Regions from separate parts of the Mus musculus genome. Here all the other regions are linked to region 3. Evidence: chromatin contacts called from public Hi-C and HiChIP or PLAC-seq data. All regions are on one chromosome and are shown on one strand. The core of a region is the stretch at or near the end of the contact, and the rest is flanking DNA. Distances in the headings are between cores, read along the strand shown. Region 1 overlaps Pcyt1a (phosphate cytidylyltransferase 1, choline, alpha isoform). Region 2 overlaps Ubxn7 (UBX domain protein 7). Region 3 holds the start of Tctex1d2 (Tctex1 domain containing 2).

The links. Hi-C and Micro-C count contacts between places; a contact is called where the count stands out from the background. HiChIP or PLAC-seq counts read pairs in DNA pulled down with a chosen protein or histone mark.
Region 1: a contact with region 3 is called in an H3K4me3 HiChIP or PLAC-seq map of intestinal crypt epithelium, with 6 read pairs. The contact joins the enhancer-like site here to the promoter of Tctex1d2 in region 3. A contact is called at or near these places in 9 of 39 promoter capture datasets (the C10 cell line, the HPC-7 cell line, embryonic stem cells and 5 more), 1 of 15 datasets of contacts at CTCF or cohesin (CD8 T cells), 11 of 484 Hi-C or Micro-C datasets (the Ba/F3 cell line, CD8 T cells, the G1E-ER4 cell line and 6 more), 3 of 115 datasets of contacts at active chromatin or transcription factors (bone marrow-derived macrophages, embryonic stem cells and intestinal crypt epithelium) and 3 of 9 other capture datasets (adipose tissue, liver and pancreatic islet).
Region 2: a Hi-C map of bone marrow-derived macrophages shows a contact between it and region 3, with 39 read pairs. The contact joins the enhancer-like site here to the promoter of Tctex1d2 in region 3. A contact is called at or near these places in 8 of 39 promoter capture datasets (the 3T3-L1 cell line, the HPC-7 cell line, HPC-7-derived erythroid cells and 4 more), 3 of 15 datasets of contacts at CTCF or cohesin (CD8 T cells, the G1E-ER4 cell line and the NIH/3T3 cell line), 7 of 484 Hi-C or Micro-C datasets (ECoMG-derived neutrophils, bone marrow-derived macrophages, brown adipocytes and 4 more), 3 of 115 datasets of contacts at active chromatin or transcription factors (the 230-238 cell line, the HPC-7 cell line and embryonic stem cells) and 4 of 9 other capture datasets (adipose tissue, liver, macrophages and 1 more).

What each region holds. Positions count from the first base shown.
Region 1 is chr16:32,461,660-32,465,966 of GRCm38.p6, reverse strand. It overlaps Pcyt1a (phosphate cytidylyltransferase 1, choline, alpha isoform), which reads right to left. Exons shown (of 9, transcript NM_009981.4): 4 at 3,850-3,966; 5 at 2,785-2,936. Among named protein-coding and RNA genes, the nearest start is that of Slc51a, 24 kb to the left of the region's middle. Within about 2 kb of position 2,381, at least 24 of the 459 cell types and tissues checked have an H3K27ac peak or open chromatin away from gene starts, as enhancers often do. A contact at or near this core is called in the G1E-ER4 cell line and intestinal crypt epithelium, where this site is marked.
Region 2 is chr16:32,369,280-32,373,437 of GRCm38.p6, reverse strand. Ubxn7 (UBX domain protein 7) reads right to left here. Exons shown (of 11, transcript NM_177633.4): 5 at 4,011-4,123; 6 at 898-1,044. Among named protein-coding and RNA genes, the nearest start is that of Tm4sf19, 29 kb to the left of the region's middle. Within about 2 kb of position 1,892, at least 2 of the 459 cell types and tissues checked have an H3K27ac peak or open chromatin away from gene starts, as enhancers often do. A contact at or near this core is called in bone marrow-derived macrophages, where this site is marked.
Region 3 is chr16:32,416,918-32,420,981 of GRCm38.p6, reverse strand. It overlaps Tctex1d2 (Tctex1 domain containing 2), which reads right to left and starts at 1,280. Exons shown (of 5, transcript NM_025329.4): 1 at 1,055-1,280. The coding sequence starts at 1,173.

The DNA.
Region 1 (4,307 bases), core at 1,132-3,631, 44 kb before region 3:
CCAAACCTATCCCCCCAGAACAGGACAGCAAAGACAAGACTTAGTGGGAAGCAAGCTGCGTGGTTGAGATTTACTGCTTACAAGGGGAAAGAGGATGTTGCAAGTTCTTCTCCCACACCCCTACCCAGGCCAGCTGTGCTGAGAGAGTGACGCTGCCTGTCACCTTTGGTACCACTGTTAAGTGCCGATGGAGGACTGGTGAGATGGCTCAGCAGGTGAAGGCTGGGCTTACCTCCAGTTCTGTCCGTGAGAGGACTGACTTCCACAAGGTGTTCTCTAACCTTCCCATGTGTGCTATGCCCCCACCCCACACACACAGAATAGTAAATACAATGTGGTAAACAGTTACAGTAAATCTACACTGTCTGCTTCAGATGCACAGCGGCTGTCACTCTTCCTGCCTGCCGCACTCAACAATTCTCCTGCAACAATTCCACACCCATGCAGAGACGTGACAATGTGCACACTGGCTTTTCAAGCTTGAAGGTCTCTAACTAGGGTAATAAATCCATCTCTCAGTTGGACGTGGTGGCGCACGCCTTTAATCCCAGCACTCGGGAGGCAGAGGCAGGCAGATTTCTGAGTTCAAGGCCAGCCTGGTCTACAAAGTGAGTTCCAAGACAGCCAGGGCTACACAGAGAAACCCTGTCTCGAAAACCAAAAAAACCAAAAAACCGGAAAAAAAAAAAAAAAAAAAAAAAAAAACCCAAAAAAATAAATCCATCTCTCTCTCTCTTTTTAAAAGATCTATTTATTTATTATATACAGTGTTCTGCACATATATCTGCATGTCAGAAGAGGGCACCAGATCTCATTACAGATGGTTGTGAGCTACCATGTGGTTGCTCAGGGTCTCTGGAAGAGCAATCAGTGCTCTCAACCTCTGAGTCATCTCTCTAGCCCTAAATCCATTTCTTTAAAGCCCACCCTTGTAGAAGGCATGCTTTATGTGGGAGAACTCAAAGGCCCCTGGGAGTTTTAAAATAATTATTTACTTCTTAAATAAGAGTAAAAACACCCTTGGTTTCTGATTGCACACAATTCCTAGCCCCAAATCAAAGCTGAAAGTAAAATTAACATAAGAAAACATGCAGGCTGGTGAGATGGCTCAGGGGGTAAGAGCACTGATTGCTCTTCTCAAGGTCCTGAGTTCAAATCCCAGCAATCACATGGTGGCTCACAACCAGCTGTAATGAGATCTGACACTCTCTTCTGGTGTGTCTAGAGACAGCTATAGTGTGCTTATTTATAATAATAAATAAATCTCTGGGCCGCAGGGAGCAGGGACTGAGCAAGTGGAGTTGACCGGAGCGAGCGGGGCTGACCAAGTGGGCAGAGGTCCTAAAAATTCAATTCCCAACAACCACATGAAGGCTCACAACCACCTGTACAGCTACAGTGTACTTACATACATAAAATAAATAAATAAACAAATCTTTTAGAAAATGCACTATTTCTTAAAATGTGAAGCTTTCCTCTTTTTAATTTATTTTTTGTTTTTTAAAAGGTTTTGTTTTAGCCGGGCGTGGTGGCACACGCCTTTAATCTCAGCACTCAGGAGGCAGAGGCAGGCGGATTTCTGAGTTCTAGGCCAGCCTGGTCTACAAAGTGAGTTCCAGGACAGCCAGGGCTTTACAGAGAAACCCTGTCTCAAAAAAACCAAAAAAGGTTTTGTTTTTATATTTTGTATATGCATGAGTGTGTTGCCTGGTTTGTGTTTATGCAACACATGTATGTCTGTGTCCCTGGAATCCATGGAGGCCAGGAGGTGCTGGATCCTCTGGGACTGGAGTTACACTCTTGTGAACTACCATGTGGGTGTTGGAAACCAACCCCAGGTCCTGTGCAAGAATAGAAAGTGCTCTTAATCACAGAGTTATTATTTGTATGTGCATGTACATGTGTGTGTGTGTACACGTACATGTATGTACCAGTGCCTATGGAGCCTGGAAGACATTGGAAGCCCTGAAGCTGGAATTACAAGCCTCTGAAAGCCACCCCGTGTGGGTGCGGGGAACATTCTGGCCTTTGAAAGGATGAAAGCACTCCTAACTGTTGAGCATCTCTCCATCTCTTGGCCTCCTTGAGACAAGGTCTTTGTTATGTAGCTCAAGCTGGCCTCAAACTTTCCTGCTTCAGTCCCTTGGCTTTAGAATATAAACATATTTTTTTACATTTATTTTGTATGTGTTCATTTGTTCATACATTTGTGTATGTAGGCCAGGGGACAACTTGCAGGAGTTAAGATCTCATCTGGACCCAGCATGTGGGTCCAGGGTTCAACTTTAGGTCATCAAGCCAGGCACCAACTAACTGCCTCTCCCTGCTGAGCCACCTTACTAACCCAGAGAGATAAGCTTCATGTGTAAGCCTAGAACTATGAATAGACCAGAGATTGCCACACCATAAAAGGAGGACACACCTATTGAGTGGGGAAAGCGTCTTGTAGTTAGACGGCTCATTTAAGTCCTGTAACAGTAACCTGGAGCTCATTGTTCAGTCTCTCTGCACCTTGTTCTCCATGTGTAAATGGAGATACTAACTATCCCCACAGGGCAGCTGTGGGAAGCAACTAGAACACAGTGACAATAAAGTGCTTGTAAACCATCAGATCTCACATAAATGTCAGCAGTGGCCACTATTATAGTAATAACACAGTCGTCATCTCTATGTGAAACTTACATAGAAGGCATAAATGAAGTATAACAAATGGAAAACCAGCCTTCTCCCCCAAACAGTGAGGGGGTGTTGGAACTAGGAATGATTACTTGCGGCCAGTCTTACCCGGTGCTCTGCCAGGAACTCAGGCGTCAGAGTCCAGGGGGCGTTCCGCACCACCTCGTCCACGTAGCGGCAGTGCTGCACGGCGTCATAGCGCTCATTCTCGTTCATCACAGTGAAGCCCTTGAAGTTGTGCGTTAGCTCATCACTGCAGACTGCATCACAGCATCACACAGTTGTAAGTCAAGGTCCCTGTCTAACCCTCCTCGTCAACAACCCTTCCCATCGTCTCCTACTTTCTAGGTCTGTGACAATGCCTACCCCATCTTCAACCAATATGGAGAAGGATCTTCTGTATGTACCTCAGCCTGGGTGACAATGTCCTTCCTAATCTAAGACTAACCTTCAGGATTAACACTTGCTATAGTAAGGCTCACACTTTTGAAAAGGGTAAAATATGGAACTCAGATCTTGACTTTGAAATGAGCCCGCTCTGTATTTCTACACCAGTGAGGGTTTTAAAACTGTATTGGAGCTGGAGAGATCTCTCCGCAGCTAAGAGCTGGCTGCTCTTATAAACTACCTGAGCTTGATTCCCAGCACCGACATGGTGGCTCCCGACTGTCTGTAACTCCAGTCCCATGGGATCTGATACCTTCTCTAGTTTCCTTGGGCACCAGGCACATGTGGTACAGAAACACACATGAAGACCAACCAACAAACAAAAACCCACCCATATACATAAAATAAAAATTTTAATGTTTTCTTTCCTATTTTCATTTTATAAGATTGGAATTGACCATATAGCATTTGCTTGACAGAATTTTCTTTTGTTGATTCAAAATTGATGCAGCAAAGTCCAGACGCAGTGTTTTTAAGTAGACAACTGGATGAATGCAGCTACGGTATACAACTGTAGACCCTCAGCTGCGAACAGCGAGATCATCTAGGACTTCAGTGAGCCTGTCCTACACAGACTGAATCTAAGACAGAAACTTCATTCCTTTAGTAAAGGAGACCCGGGCCAAACACACAAACAGGAGGGAAATTACTCTTTTTCTGGACGACCCTTAAAGCCGATGGATGGTTTCTTACCTCCCACAATTAGATACGTATTAGGTTTCTTACCTCCCACAATTAGATACGTATTAGGGAAAAGGTTCTTTGCTTGCATCAGAGCCCGGGCATGACCAGAGTGAAACAAGTCAAATATTCCATCCGCATAAACTCTCACAGGCCGCTCACCTAAATCCAAACAAAAAAACTCATTACAAAAACATATTTACTCAGTGCCTCACACCTGACAAACTCAAATAGCACTGTGTGACTTTCATTCTAACAGAGCCTCTCTTGTTAGATGTTCTCTAGGACCAGGCATGGTGACACAGCCATGTAACCTCAGCCAGTTTGGAAGCAGAGGCAGTAAGATTACCAAATTCAAGGCCAGCTTGAACTACAGATCAAGTCAAAGCCAGTCTGGACAACGTAATAAGAGCCTGTCTCAAAATAAAAGTAAAAAGAGTCTGGTATATAACCCTACTGAGATATAAATACACATATGCATATGTACATGTGTATATATACAT
Region 2 (4,158 bases), core at 643-3,142, 48 kb after region 3:
CTGCAGCACCACGTCTGCCTGCACACTGCCATGCTTCCCGCCATGATGATAATAGACTGAACCTTTGAAACTGTAAGCCAGTCCCAATTAAATGTTTGCCTTTGGGGCAGTGGTGGTACCCACCTTTAATCCCAGCACTTGGGAGGCAGAGGCAGGCAGATTTCTGAGTTCAAGGTCAGCCTGGTCTACAGAGTGAGTTCCAGGACAGCCAGGGCTACACAGAGAAACCCTGTCTCCAAAACAAAACAAAAACAAAAAAAAAGTTTGCCTTTATAAGAGTGGCCTTGGTTATGGTGTCTCATCATAGAATAAAACCCAAACTATGACAGGTAGGCTACCTGTTTTAACTAGATAATTTATACAAAAAGCTATTATAGCTGGAATACTTAGGAATACTATGTTAAGAACAAACAGTAAAAGAGTAAAAAACACAGGCTAGAAAACATATCTTAATATTTCCCGAGCGCCCTAAGATCTTTTACACACAGCCAGTGGCCTTATATAGCTATTAAATAGATAAAATAGTCTAATTTAAGGTGGCATGTGCTATAAGCATGAAATACATACCTTACTTTGAGAATTTAACACACACAGTTAAACAGAAACATAATGCCACTAAAATGTTAATGTTCTATCATACATTGACTTAAAACATATGATTAAAGTTAATTTCCCTTTTCCCTTGAATTTTTTTCAGATGGTACTTCTAGAGAAATGTCAACTGTGTGGCTTAAACTATGTTTCTACTGAGCTGTGGAGCTGTAGATAGTCTTGTCAAGGTGCTCCTGAAGTATGATTGAACTCACTTTTTCCAGTTTATAGCCCCATTCTGCCTCTACAACATCCTATACTATAAAAACAAATACTAAGAAAGCTTTAATTAACTGTTGTTCTCACCTGCCAGAAAATGAAATGTTCCCGGATAATATTCTTCACAGCTTCATTGCTCCATACATCACGGTTGAGGCACTGGCATGCAAAGTCTTGTACATTTTGAATGTTTATCATCAGCCACTTATTCTGCATCTGGCCACACTCTTTGGCCTGTAAGAGTAAAATTTCCATATAGACACTTAGCACACTTTTAAAAATGACACTGAGGACTCATCAGTTCTCTGTGCAGAGCACAGTGGTTAATACATAAATTCACAATTGGCCAAAGTGAGGAGACAAGCATCAGTGGCGTGCTCAGGCACACATGGGACATCTAGAGTACTGTCCCTCCTAGCGCTAGGCTTAGGGACCATCATGAAAGAGAGAGTTAAAGTTTTAAGAGCCAGACATTGGAGAGGACCAGACTACAACATTTATCTTCCGGACCATGACAGGACAACATTCTAGCCTGGGGTATGAAGGAAAAGATATGAGTCCCCAACTGAGGAGCTACTGACAGATGATGGCTGCTGGGGCAGGGAGAACCAATTCTATCATCCCTGGTAGAGTGACCATGCTCCAGTGGATGTCCTCTGGACCATCAGGGTAAGAATAGCACATACTGGACTTGATGGTTGTTGACAAGGCAGAGACAGGGGCTACAAAAGTTAAGAGGAATGCCCAGGTTGAGTGTGAATCTGTGTGTTAGAGAAATAGGGGATAAATATGATAAAAATATATTGTAACAAATTCTAAGAGGGTACACACCTTAAACGCACTGTGTAGGCAGAGACATGTAATACATACTGAGTTCCAGGGCTACAAAGAGAAACCTTGTCTCACATCCTGCTGTCTCCCCCAAAAGAAATTATCAATGATTAGTAAGGATAGTTTTAAAAATATCTAGAGGCTGGGCTGCAGTCTAGAAGTTAAAAAGTAGTTGATGCTCTCATGGAGAAATGGAATTTGGTTCCTACAACCTATGTCCAATAGCTCACAGCTCAAGGAAATCTGATGCCCTCTGCTGGCCCCCGGGGCAACTTCTATTGCATGTTTATTTATACACACATATGCAAGTAAATAATACAACTTTTAAAATGATATCTAGAATTTTTGGTATTATACAGTACGATTTTACACGTTTAATTCTTGTGGTGGCTGTCAACTTGACTGGTTTAGGAGAAATACAGGACTGGTGAAACGTTCCTGTCTCTTTGCTGTACTTCAGAAAGCACAGATCTGTGGCACATGAGTAGGAAAAAAAGGCCCACTCTGAAGTTAGCCAGCACCAGCCACTAGATGGATGGGAATTGGAGGAAGAAGTGTATATATGTCCATAAGCCCATTTCTTTCTCCATGTACACATGTGGTCATTGGATCATTAGACTCCAGCTCCCTAGTAAGCCTTCAGCACCAGAGTGGAATAGCTGAGACATAGCTTCTTGGATTGAGCAGCTGCTGTGTTCTGTTTCTCTAGTATACAGATAGCTATTGTTGAACCACCAACTTTTACCATTAAGCTAACCTAAGAAGTCGTCACACACCCCCTCCCAGCCAATAACATGCACGATAGTCTAATGACTCTGCCCCTTTAGAAACTTCAGTTAGTACATAAAGCAGAGAAGAGAATCTAAGAATCTTGGCTTCTAGCTAGCTGCTTGTGCCCCACCTATGAAACTGTGCTGCCCATTTTCTGCAATAGTCTTCCCCCTCAACAAACCTTCCCTAGAAATGTCAAATATATTGAAGGTATAATAGTTTTAATTTTTATCAAGTTTGTTTGTTTTTAAAGATTTATATGTTTGAGTGTATATATGTACGTGCCTCCTGGCTTTGGGGACCAGAAGGAAGCATCATATCCCTTGGGACTGCAGTTAAAAGCCACCATGTGGGTGCTGGGAACTGAACCTGGGTCTTCTGCAAGAGCAACAAATAATCTTAATTGCTAAGCCATATCTCTAGCCCTTGTTGTTTTCTTGATGACAGATATTCTCACTATGGTGATACAATCAACTACACCTGCCCTTTTTGGGGTTATCTTTTTGTGTACTGTATAAAGACTGTTTTTTATTATACAAATGCTAATTTCTGGCTACATCATATTTTATAAATACCCCCTATATCATCCTCTGATTGGTTTAATAAAATGCTGATAGCCTATAGCAAAGAAGGAGAGAATAGGTGGGACTTCCAGCAGACAGGAACTATGGGAGTCAGACACAGAGGAAGAAGCACACAGGGACTAAAAGACAGGTAACTAATGAGCCATGTGGCAGAACACAGATTAACATATATGGGTTAATTTAAGTTATAACAGCTAGTTGGAAAGAGGCCTACACAAAAACCTTAAGCATTAATAATTAATAAATATAAGTCTTCCTGTCTTTATTCAGAGGTGGAGGACACAGAAAACCCCTAACAGTTACAAGTCCCAGGAAGTTTTCCTCTGCCTTTAGGAAAGCTAAAGCCAGGAAGACCAGGGGAGAATGTATTCTGCAATTAGATACACATACATGTACTTCCAACATTCCCATTACAGGTCTGAAACAACAAATAGCAAATATGCACAAATTTAATGCACTGCCACACTGAGACCAAACTTTTATAATGTCAGGCATGACAGCAAAACTAGTACAAATTCTTTTTCCTTCTTCATAATTTCATACATAATCCATTCTTCATTTATTGCCAGTTGAAATAGAAGTCAGTGTAACCCTTAAGTATATTATGCAGAAATAGTTAAGATACCAATTTTTTATATAAATGATTTTTTTTTCTCCTAGAAAATAAGACACAAGGTGCCGGGCAGTGGTGGCGCATGCCTTTAATCCCAGCACTTGGGAGGCAGAGGCAGGTAGATTTCTGAGTCCAAGGCCAGCCTGGTCTACAGAGTGAGTTCCAAGACAGTCAGGAATACATAGAGAAACCCTGTCTCGAAAAACCAAAACCAAAACAAACAAAGACACAAGTTAAATAGAGGACACAGAGACAGGCCAATCTCTGATTTTTTGACCAGCCTAATCTATACAATATGTCCAGGCCCCATGATAAGACACTGTCTCAAAAATAAAACAAATAAGACACTGAAATGGTAAAAACGATTCATAGTTATAACACAGAATCTCTTAACAACTTACTGTTTCAAAGCTGCCCTTGTGCATCAAGTCGATTGGGGGCCGAAATAGATCTGCAAGGGTGGTTAGTTTCTTATCTATTGCTCCTCCATTTCTTAATTCCTGTTCCTGCCTAACTGCAACACAGAAAGATGGAGAAGTTTTAATTAAC
Region 3 (4,064 bases), core at 31-2,530:
TAAGTACCACATGCAACCTCTGCCCACAGAGGCCAGAAGACAGCATCTGATCTTCATGTGGGTGCTGGGAACTCAACCGCAGGCCTCTGGAGGAGTAGTCAGTGCTGTTAACCACTGAGAAATATCTCCAGCCCTCCACCATGATTTTGAGACAGGGTATCTCACTGGGATTTGCAGATGAAGCCAGGATGGCTAGCCAGGGAGTCCTAGAGTCTTGTTTCTCTATTACTGGGACCAAATTCCCATCACCGGGATTACAGTGTACGACGACTTTTTACAGGGGTGCAGGAATTGAACTCAGGTCTTCATGCTTTCAGAGCAAGCAGTGACAGACTGAGCTATCTCTACAGCCCTTCACCAACCAGTTGCATACCCTGGGGACAAAAAAATCCTCTCTTGGGCGCAGTGAGATGGCTAGCTGGTAAAGGGCCTTGTACCCAAACCTGATACCTGGGTTCAATCTCCAGGATCCACATAGTTCAAGAACAGAACAGAACCAATTCCCCAAAGTTATCCCTTGATCCTAAGTAGCATGCATACACCCAAACACTCAGCCACACCCACAAGCACACGAACCTTTTTTTTTCTTTTGTAAGATGAAGTTAGTGATGTATATGTCCTATAGTCTGAACTGACCGCCCTCTTCTAGCAACCTAAGGTGGCGATCGACGCTATATGAAAAGGGCTTTGTAAAGACACAAGTCGGGTGCCAGAAGTAAGCATATCCTTCCTGGCACAGGTATGCACACAGTAACCATAGGAGTACAGCTTGTAAGCCGCTTGTTTCCAGCTTCTATTTTTCCTGTCCCGCGTGCGCACCCCCTAAAGCCTCCAAGAAGTCAACCACTTCCACAGCGCCAGTTTAGGCTCCCGGTAAGACCTGCTAGTCAGACTGCAGAATTCCGTGATGGAGAAATCACTACGTCGGAATGCATAAACCCGCCCAATCCCTTCCCCAGCCCGGCCCCTCTCCGTGTCTCCTTAGGGAAGCTCACGCATCCAAAAGCCCCGGCCCCATCCCCACATCGCCCTCCGTGCCCTGTCTGCTACGCGCCTTTGCTGGAAAATGGGCCTCAGAATGTAGGTGTTCTCAGGCTCCCCTGAGTTCTTGTCGACCTCACTCAAGCCCTCGGAGTGAGCCGATAAGGACAGGCCGCGGAAGGACACAGCCATATCCCTGCGTCTGGTCCAACAGATCTCTAGAAGGAAGTGTGGTCGGTTGCGGCTCCGAAGATCCCGGCACAGGTCGCTAGGGCAACGGGTCTCACACGTGACGTGTGGTGACCACCGCTGCGCCTGCGCACTGGCTGGAGGCCGTGAGCCCGCTGGGAAATGAGTACCAAACCGAGACCAGGACTTTTTAAGAGAAGTTAGGCAACCGACCACTTGCCACTGAGAGGCAGACCAAACCAGACCTAACTTCCTTTTTTTTTTCTTCCTATTTTTTTGAGACAGGATGCAAATAGCTCAGACTGGCCTCTAATTCCTGCCTCCATCTCCCCAGGTTTGGGATAACAGAGTTATCGGTGCCAAGTTCTATGGGTGCTGGAACTAGAACGCTACTGGGTCACAACTGCACACCGTCCCTTCTGGGTTTGGACAACTTGTGAGTTAAAAGTAGGAAACAAGTAGAATTTATATGTAATTTTGCTTTGTTTCCAGACAGGGTTTCTCTAAATCCTCTTGACTGTCTTGGAACTGACTCTGTAGACCATACTGGTTTCAAACGCCCAGAGAGCCACTTGCCTCTGGCTTCTAAATGCTGAGATTACAGGTGTTGGCCACCAAACAGACCCAGCACACATTTTTGTTTGCTTGTTTTTATTTTACATTTTTGTTATACAATATATTCTTAACATGCTTTCCATCTCTACCCCCTTGTGAGGTTCAAAGGAAACTCTAAACTACAAAAGATAGCCCAAATATCCAGATATAAGCTCAAAGTGGAGTAGAGTATTTCTAGCTGTGAGATAAAAGCCCGCATTGCTCAGGAAATTGTGAGACCAATTCCCTTACCTCTGGTAGAAGGGACATAAGCCTACTCAGGCTTATGTGAAGGTATCAAAACACATGCTGGCTTTCCTGAAAGATAGCCTTGACCACATCCAGTCTCCTGTCTATGTTCTAAGTCTACTTCTTTCCCTCTGTACTCTCGACTATTTCAGATGTCTCTGGCTCTTCTCTTTTTGTTTTTTGTTTTTTTAAAGATTTATTTATTTATTATATGAAAGTACACCGTAGCTGTCCAGAAGAGGGAGTCAGATCTTGTTACAGATGGTTGTGAGCCACCATGTGGTTGCTGGGATTTGAACTCCGGACCTTCGGGAGAGCAGTAGGGTGCTCTTACCCACTGAGCCATCTCACCAGCCTGTTTTTTGTTTTTTTGAGACAGGGTTTCTCTGTGTAGCCCTGGCTGTCCTGGAACTCACTCTATAGACCAGGCTGGCCTCGAACTCAGAAATCTGCCTGCCTCTGCCTCCCAAGTGTTGGGATTAAAAGCGTATGCCATCACCGCCCAGCCTGGGGGTTGGGGGGCGGGGAGGGGGCGGCAAGCCGGGCATGGTAGCACATGCTTTTAACTCCAGCACCATGTAGGCAGGGGCAGGCAGATTTTGAAGTCTGAGACCAGCCAGTTCTCTTTGTTTTTTTGTTTTTTGTTTCCCAAGACAGGGTCTTTCTGCATAGCCCTGGTTGTCCTAGACCTATAGAGCAGAGGGTGTGCCTGTTCTACTGAGGGAGTTTTGTTAGATCCCAAAGAAAACCAAGACCAGTATCTGTGGCTCCTTCTATCACTCTCACCCGGCCCCCACTTTAAACCACTCCAACCCAGGGGCTGGGCTTCATTTCTCTTCCCCGACCAAAACCTCACCCCACCCCCTGCTTGATACCTATATAACTGCCATTTTGGCTACATGCCCTCTTTGTTCCATGCACTCTCTTAGTCCTCTGCCCCCCTCTCCTCTCTCTTCTGTTCCTCTCACTGCTCCCTTTCCTCTCATGGCCTAGTCTTGTCCTGCTGGCCATGGTCAGTCTGGAGGTCAGGACTCTTCCAGATGCTGCAGGCTGTTCTCTTCCTCATATCTATAATGAAATTTGTCTCCTCAACCATGCTTAGCAGTGGTTGTGTCTTCCTTTTCATTCAAGCTGCAAAACAGCTGGGGTCTACACAGAGAAACTCTGTTTAGGATAGGGGAGGTGAGAAGGGCTACCATGCTGCACTGGACTTTGAAATGTGTAACAGGTACTTGTGATGCCAAGGGACCTGGGAGAGGCAGGCACGAGCTTTGATGTGCTGAAAGGGGCCACAGGTAGCCATTATGTCCCTTCTGTCAAAGGCAATGATTGTTCTCTTCCTCATATCTCAATACAACCCTTTGACAGACTCCTTTAGGCAGATAAAAACTGGTTTCACAAGTTCCTAAGGAACTTTTATCACATCTCCAGAAATCCTCCTATAGTTCAGGTTAAGCTCATTACAACATAAATGAACTGACTTTTGGAGTTGGGGAATTAGAGTTTCCTTTAGACCTGACAAGTTCATTTTGTGTTGACCAACTGTTCTTAGACATGAAGTCTACCCTGAAGTATGGTTATATACCCAGTGAGAATCACTGGAGCAAAGTAATTTTCCTTTGCAGAGGGTATCAATTGCAGATAGCCTCTTGGTTAGGGGTAACAGCCTGTGTCCATTTCTACCCTGTCTGGCTTGAACCTACAGGTCTTGTGCACTCTGCCATAGTCTCTGGGAGTTCATCTGTGTCTCACACCTGTTGCATTTGAAAGACACTTGGAGCCATCCACCACTTCTGGCTCTTGGTCTTTCCTCCACCTCTTTGGAATACATCCCTGAGCCCTGAAGGAAGAAGTTTGATGAAGATATCCTATTTAGGACTGAGTCTTTAAAAGTCACACTCTGCACAGTGCCCAATTGTAAGTCTTTGTTTTAGGCTTCAAAATGGCAGGTCAGGAGACTAGGAGACTAGGCCTAAATTTCTGCTTCTCAGAACTGGGCAAGTCTGGCATCTCAGTTATTGGAAAAACCACAGGCTTTGGGCAGCCAATTG